Regions from separate parts of the Ovis aries genome. Here region 1 is linked to region 2. The links are chromatin contacts, called in public Hi-C maps. All regions are on one chromosome and are shown on one strand. Each heading gives the region's core, a stretch centred on a gene start, on an enhancer-like site or on the middle of the called end of the contact. The rest is flanking DNA. Distances are from core to core; before and after follow the strand shown.

The links. Hi-C and Micro-C count contacts between places; a contact is called where the count stands out from the background.
Region 1: a contact with region 2 is called in a Hi-C map of liver, with 9 times the contacts expected there. The contact joins two enhancer-like sites. A contact is called at or near these places in 12 of 16 Hi-C or Micro-C datasets (blood, hypothalamus, liver and 6 more).

Annotation. Positions count from the first base shown.
Region 1 is chr1:61,468,574-61,472,329 of ARS-UI_Ramb_v3.0, forward strand. No RefSeq gene overlaps it. Among named protein-coding and RNA genes, the nearest start is that of DNASE2B, 40 kb to the left of the region's middle. Within about 2 kb of position 2,113, at least 6 of the 54 cell types and tissues checked have an H3K27ac peak or open chromatin away from gene starts, as enhancers often do. A contact at or near this core is called in liver, where this site is marked.
Region 2 is chr1:61,160,561-61,164,184 of ARS-UI_Ramb_v3.0, forward strand. The region is part of intron 1 of PRKACB (protein kinase cAMP-activated catalytic subunit beta); the gene reads left to right. Among named protein-coding and RNA genes, the nearest start is that of PRKACB, 62 kb to the left of the region's middle. Within about 2 kb of position 1,276, at least 2 of the 54 cell types and tissues checked have an H3K27ac peak or open chromatin away from gene starts, as enhancers often do. A contact at or near this core is called in liver, where this site is marked.

The DNA.
Region 1 (3,756 bases), core at 863-3,362, 310 kb after region 2:
CGGCAGCCCACCAGGTTCCCCCGTCCCTGAGATTCTCCAGGCAAGAACACTGGAGTGGGTTGCCATTTCCTTCTCCAATCCTGTTCCTAGTGTTATGCTAAGTACTTTACATATATTATCTTATTTAATTCCTGCAATAAAGTTGGAATATAGTTCTCTCCCTTCTTCCATGAGAAAATGGAGGCTAGACAATGCTAAGTGACTTGTCTAAGTGCTCAGTGGAAGAGTTGGGATTCAAATACAGTATGTCTGGTTCCCAGTCCAGGAAATTTTTCACTGCATTTCAGCTTTTTATCTGAGATAACATCAGTTTTCCTACTAGGTTCAATTAAAATACCTGAAATTCTTCAATCTATAACCTTTCCTAAGCACTGTGCTGTGCTTAATCGCTCAGTCATGTCTGACTCTTTGCAGCCCCATGGACTGTAGCATGCCATGCTCCTCTGTCCCTGGGGATTCTCCAGGCAAGAATACTGGAGTAGGTTGCCATGCCCTCCTCCAGGGGATCTTCAAAACCCAGGGATTGAACCCAGGTCTCCTGCATTGCAGGAGGATTCTTAACCAGCTGAGCTACCAGGGAAGCCCTTCCTAACACTACATAAACACAAAATATAATTGTGTCCCAACTGTACCAAGATTATACCAAAAACATTTAGAAGTAGGGTAAGGGAATTTAGTCGCTTTCCTCTTGTTAATAATGATAGTTTTGCCTTATGTGGATGATATTTCATTGTCTGGTCTCAGTTCTGGACAGTAATACTTATTTGTAGGACAAATGACTAGTTAGGATTAAGGATGTGTGTGTGTCTGCTTATGCAACAGTAATGCATAAACCTAACTTCATAGGAATTAAATTTATTCTTTGACTTCATTAGCACTTCAGTTTGAATCACTGAGTTAACTAGCCACAGATCAAATTAGTTCCAATTGCATTTGAAATGGAGGAATATATTGCTAAAACTGAAAGCTATTCCATTTGCTTTCTTAAAATTCACTACTTTACAATCTTAATGTCACTTGTTAAATTATTTGTTGTCATTTGGAAAGAAAGAAAGATTTACTGGAAACAAGCAGCCATTTTAGAAACTAAGTGGATAAAATGTACACTTTTCATCATATTGAGCTAGATTTCTCTTTATTAGGAATCATGTATATTTCTTAATCATTATTTCTCTCAAAATGCCTACAAAAATATTTTGATTCTGAGCTTCCATTCAGAGCACAAATAAGACAAGGGGAAAGTGAACAAAAGTGGCAAAGTGTTTTATTAGGTCTTACCAGGTTTATTTTGAGGCCATTGCAACCCACTCCAGCATTCTTGCCTGGAGAATCCCCATGGACAGACGGGCCTAGTGGTCTACAGTCCATGGGGTCACAAAGAATCAGACACAACTGAACAACTAAGCACACATCAGGTATATTATTAAATAAGGATAAATGTATATTATAAGCTTTAGTTAAAGCATCATCTGTAATTTTTCCTTATAAAATATGCATAGAAAGAAAAATAAAATGTGCATGGGAAATAAGAGATACAAACTTTTCATCACCAAGTAAGAATTTTAGTAAGTAAATGATCATCAATAGAGACCTAGATTCTTTATTCAGGCTGTAAGCTATTATTATTCTCAGTGAGTGGAGTAATTATTATAAACAATACAATATTTTCAGAAAGAAGTGTCCTTACCTCCTTATCTCCTGTAATGTGTATAGACTTCATACTTACATATATACGTACATACACAAATCTATATACATTCATATATATACATGCGTATCTTACACAGACACATCCACCTATATCTACATACATACACACATACATATATATGTGCACACAGGGTATATATGCACTATGTATGCAGTGCATACATAACCTACATGCAGACACATACGTGTCAAACTAGATCTTTGTGTAAATTATTATATAGATATTTCCTGGTCTTTCAAGGTATTTTCAAACCTATCACATCATTTCCCCTTCAAAATAGAGTGTGAAGTTAATAAAAGAAGAAATCGAGGTACAAAGAGTTAAGTTAGTGTTTTGTCCACAGTCACAGAGCAGAATCCAGATGAAAGCCTGGTCTCCTGACTCCTTTCACAATGCTGCCACCCTTGCTCGATAGGCTTCACTCCAGCTCAGTCTGGGAAGGACACTATGTCCCACTGATATCCTTGTATCAGTTCACTCAAGCAAAAGGTCATTTTAGACAGAAAACTGGTTTGACTGATTTATTCCACCGTGTTGACCAATTTAAATAAAATGAGCAAACCAGTGTGTTTGTGTCTGTGTCACAGCCTAAATACTGGCTCAGTGCTGTTACACTGGCCTCCCCGACCCATTTTCGACCCTGTCCCCTAAATAAACACCTCTCTAATTAGAAAGTGACTGAAAGACAGGGCAGAGAAGATGAAAAGGCAAAAGATGACACCTTCCTAAGCAAACACTATTGAATTACAAAAGCAAAAAAAAAAGTTATTTTTAAAAATTGCAACCACAAGGGAGCAAATGTATCGATCGTATCATTGTTTTTTTCCTCCTCGTTGCTAGGATGTGGTCTATATTAAAGATAGCGGTTACCCTGGTGAAAAGCTTCCCAGAGCAAAGTGGCAGTACTCCCCCTGCTGACCAAGAAGCCCAAGTTATTTTTTGTTTTGTTTTGTTTTTTGTTTTAAAACAACAAAAAAATAGGGCAATTAGACATTGTTAATAAATAGCTTTAGACTTTACCTGCAAAACTGTATTCCAAAGATATTTAAATTTATTTAAAAGACACTGGAAATTTCCTTTCCTGTTCCATATGATGAAACATAAGGCAAATTCTGACTAGGTGCCAGGTTTCTCTCATCTTCAGGCTATTTCTTTGTTTGGTCTCTTCAACTCAGATTGAACCTGGAGATTAAGACTTTCCTCACCTTTATAATTTAAATTCTGAGTTCAATTTGAACTTTTGAAATGTCCAGGGGTAAGAAATTGCTTGTAATATTAACTAGTGATTTTTGAAAATTACTAGTTACTTGTAATGGAGACGAGAGGGAAACAAAGAGAATTCTATAAAGATCCTGATTTTTTTCACCATGGAAATTACTGAAAGCATCTAACATTGAGCTGAAAAGTTGCAGGGATTGGGTGATCAAATTATGGAGGGGCAGGTAAGCTCCACGGAATTTGAAGGGTGTACAACCTATCCAGTTAGCTATTAATATTACCAGAGAGAGTAGAATTTAGGGGAAAGATTTGGAAATGGAGTTACAGATTTAAAAAATCAACTTTTATATATATATTTTTTTATATATATATATATATATATATATATATATATATCACAGTTAAAGTCATGTGTATGGGTGAGATCATCCACAGAGAAAATAAAGAAAAAGAAGAGAAAAGAGCTGACTATGAAAACTTGTAGAACATCACCAACATTTAAAGAATGGGCAGAAAAGGAACCATTAGTAGAAACAGAATCTTCAGAGATTCTGGAGGAAAACTAAAGAAGTGATTATAAGATTGACCAAAGTGGGAGCACATGTCAAGAGGGAATATGTCAACGGTGTCAAAATCCAGAGAGGCCAAGAAGGATCGTCCTTAAAGAAACCATTGGCTTCGCTATGAACCCTGGTGACCCCAAGAGAGCACAGTGGTGGAGGCCAAACTCAATTTTAGTGACAGCTTAAATGGTAGATTATAAAGTAAAAGAAATGAAAATAAACAACACTACCGATACATCTGGCACTGAAGAAGAAGAGAGAGAA
Region 2 (3,624 bases), core at 26-2,525:
GGAAATCAAAGGCCCTGAAAAATGAGATACGATATGATCATGGATTGAAAGACTCAAGCTATTGTTATCATTTCTCTCAATAATCAGTCTCAATTAAGTTCTAGCAACATTATTTTTGTAGACATGGACAAACTTTTAAAATTTATATAGAGAAGTTAAGAAACTATAATAGCCAAAACAATTTGTAAAACAATGTTGAAAGATTCATACAACCAGTTTGAAGACTTAAAAGATACGTACGGTACTCAACACAGTATGCCAGTGATGAAAGAACTGGCACAGAGATCAGTAGAACAATGTAGAAAATCTAGAATAGACCTACACAGTTAATGGTTAACTGATTTTTGACAAAGGTGCCAAGGCAATTTGATTGTAAATGGATATATAAATTGTGGTAAATCCATACAGTGGAGTACTAGTCAATAAAAAATTAGTAAGCTATTGAAAAACACTACGTGGATGAACCTCAGTTGCACGCTGTGCTAAATGCACTCAGCCAGTCTTAAATAGTTGAATTCACTTATAAAAGGTATGAATCCATTTTGGGAAAGGCAAAACTATTACTCTAAAACCTTTATTTGTATAGCAGGGGTCATGGTCATATCATTTGCCCTCTGCCTGCAGTAGGTGTATTATTTACATGTCAAATATGCTTCCATGTTTGTTTGTTTGTTTAAATTTAACCTTCAAACTCTAAAGTATATAGTTCTATTTGGTCCCAATATGATTATAAACATAAATGTGGACAGTGAAATTGCGTGGCTATAAGGTAACCATCTGAATGAACATTTTCTCGTGGCAGAATCTCAGACTCTGGAAACTATTTCCATCTCCTACTAGCCGTTAATCTTTACTTCCCTACCCTTGTTTGAAGTGGGAATCATTATTATCAGTACAAATAGCCTTGATCTAGGAGGCGGAAGACATAGGTGACTTTTGGCAAGTCACTTAATATTTATGTTTGTTTTCTAATCTTAAAATAAGGATAATAATACCTGTCCTGTTTGCTTCTTTTGAAATCAGTGGAAACATTTTATATGTTGTAAAATGTTTTTGTAAATGTAAGGTATCATCATTGCTATTATTAAACATCAGAAATAAAGCAATATTTTGTGATATGGCAATCAAAGGAGGTTCAACTCTGAAAATTATTATGAATTTTAGAATTAATGCAGAATGAATAATAAAGATTTTATAACTTCTAGGTTGATTACTCTCTAGTTTCATTATCATAGTGAAAGTGAAAGTGTTAGTCGCTTAGTCATGTCAGATTCTTTGTGACCCCATGATCTGTCCATGGGATTCTCCAGGCGAGAATGCTGGGGTGGTTTGCCTTCTCTTCTCCAGGAGATCTTCCCGACCCAGGGATCAAACCCAGGTCTCCAGCAATGCAGGCAGATTCTTTACCATCTGAGCTACCAGGGAAGCCCTGGTATAATTTATTATCGTACATTATTTAAACTATTAATACAATATAAGATATGTTGTTACAGCAAGTTTTGGGTAAATGGCTAGACATCTTAGCACAAATTCAGGTTATGAAGATGCTATCAGGGTAACAAGCAAAATACTTCTTAAGATTAATTTGAATTATGAAGAAATTCAGTTTTAGTTAAAGCTGTAGTTATTTCTTTCTAGCAGTAGATGACAGTAGAGTTCTTTGTAGTAAAAATCAAATTGCCTAAGTACTTATATAACAACAGCTTCCTGGTCACATTACCACATATAGAAATACTGCTGTAGGGACTAAAGATTTTACTTTCTATAAGGACTTTGTAACAGATAAAAAAGAGTTTTATTGAAGAAAAAGGATAAATTTTAAATGTTGAAGATTACTCCCTTCTCTGCTTCTTCCACCTCCTCCCCCTCCTTCCTATGGTAATTTTGTTATAAAGTATATACATTGCTTTAAATAAATTAATCTGAGTGTTATAATTAGAAATCTGGAATATTTGTACAAAACTCCAGCAATGTTGGATATGTCTAGCTAGACATGTGTTAAAAACAAATATTTTGGGCTGAAATATTAGAATTAGCTTGTACTTTTGGCAAGGGAATACTGTGAGTGTAATATTTTGGGGAGGTTCATATGTCAGAGATGAGTGATTGCAAGGAGTGGCTAGAAGAAGGGAAAAGAAGTTATTTTAGAAATCCACATTTGCACTAATAAAAATGAAACCCAAAGAATGAATAAAGTTTTGTAACAGATTAAATAGAGAAGTTAAATGACATTACTTCCTTTTCTGTTGTCTCTATATATGAACAGCTAGGTGGTTGTTGGATAATTTACAAATATGATCCTATCATAAATAAAATATTTTCAAGTGTTTGATTCTACTTAGACCTTTAACTTATTACAAATGAATGAATACTTTTATATGTATATTTATTATGGAATATGTGCATTGCACAATTTGAGACATAAATTTATAAACAAATTTTAACATAAAATTCCAAGATTATTGGAAACAGTGGAGAAAGCAGTTTATTTTTCCAGGAAATGTTTGGGAAACATTCCATGAAGAGGTGACATTTTTGCTGAGCCTTGAGGATGAATAGAATTTATCCCAAGAAAGCAAGTGAAAGATTCAGGAATTTTATCCACTTTACACCCGTAAAGAGACAACTCATACTCTATAGATGTTTATTAAAGACTGTAGACACCTGTTGATGGTGTGTTTTGTATAGTCGGTTGTTAATAAAGAAATTATCTATTATATACACACATTTCTCAGAAAGATACAATTTAAGAAATTTGGTCTTGTAGATACTGTTGCCTGTTTGCTTAGATTGATACTAATTTTATTGCACAAAATAAAATGTACACAAATGAGCTCTTATTTGTCAAAATGCATTAGTCAATGTTTTCTTTGTATGGGTGTGTGTGTGTGTGTGTGTGTGTGTGTGTGTGTGTGGTATCCTAATTTGATTACATTATTATTCCTTTTTATTCTGCTTGTCATTGTTTCTATTTATTTTGTTCGTTAAGCAGTAGGCAGGAAATCATAAGATTTTTTGATAGATTACTTTTTTATAATTTATTTTTTAATTGAAGGATAATTGCTTTACAGAATTTTGTTGTTTTCTGTCAAACCTCAACATCAATCAGCCATAAGTATACACATATTCCCTCCCTCCTAAATCTCCCTCCCATCTTCCATTAGATTTTTTTTTAAAGATCTTTCTTTCCTTTCCCTCCTTCCTCCCCCCTTATCATCCTTTAATAAAAGTGTCACAGGCAAGTACCCACAATCAGTTTTAAATGTCACAGGTCACATTTTTGTGTAAATGGACAGTTTACTTTTAACTGAAGGAGCTGTTTCAAAGTGAGATCCCTAAATGAAGAGATCAGGTAAGCAGCAATCCTCAGTGTCAAGTCTAGAAATTAACATATCTCAGTCAACTAGAAGGATTTTTTTCCTCTCAATTGAAATTTCTTGCTGTGACTGATTTTATATACTTTAAATCTTAATATTTTTTCAAATTATAGAATGTTTTAAAATGTACTGCTGATGTCCACTTGTCAGCAAATTATGTTTGGTAAGCAATACTACCATACTAAGTTTTTGTAGTTTCTGTACATATTAAATTTAAGTCAGTGAGTTTCCAATGTTGAGTTTTTTT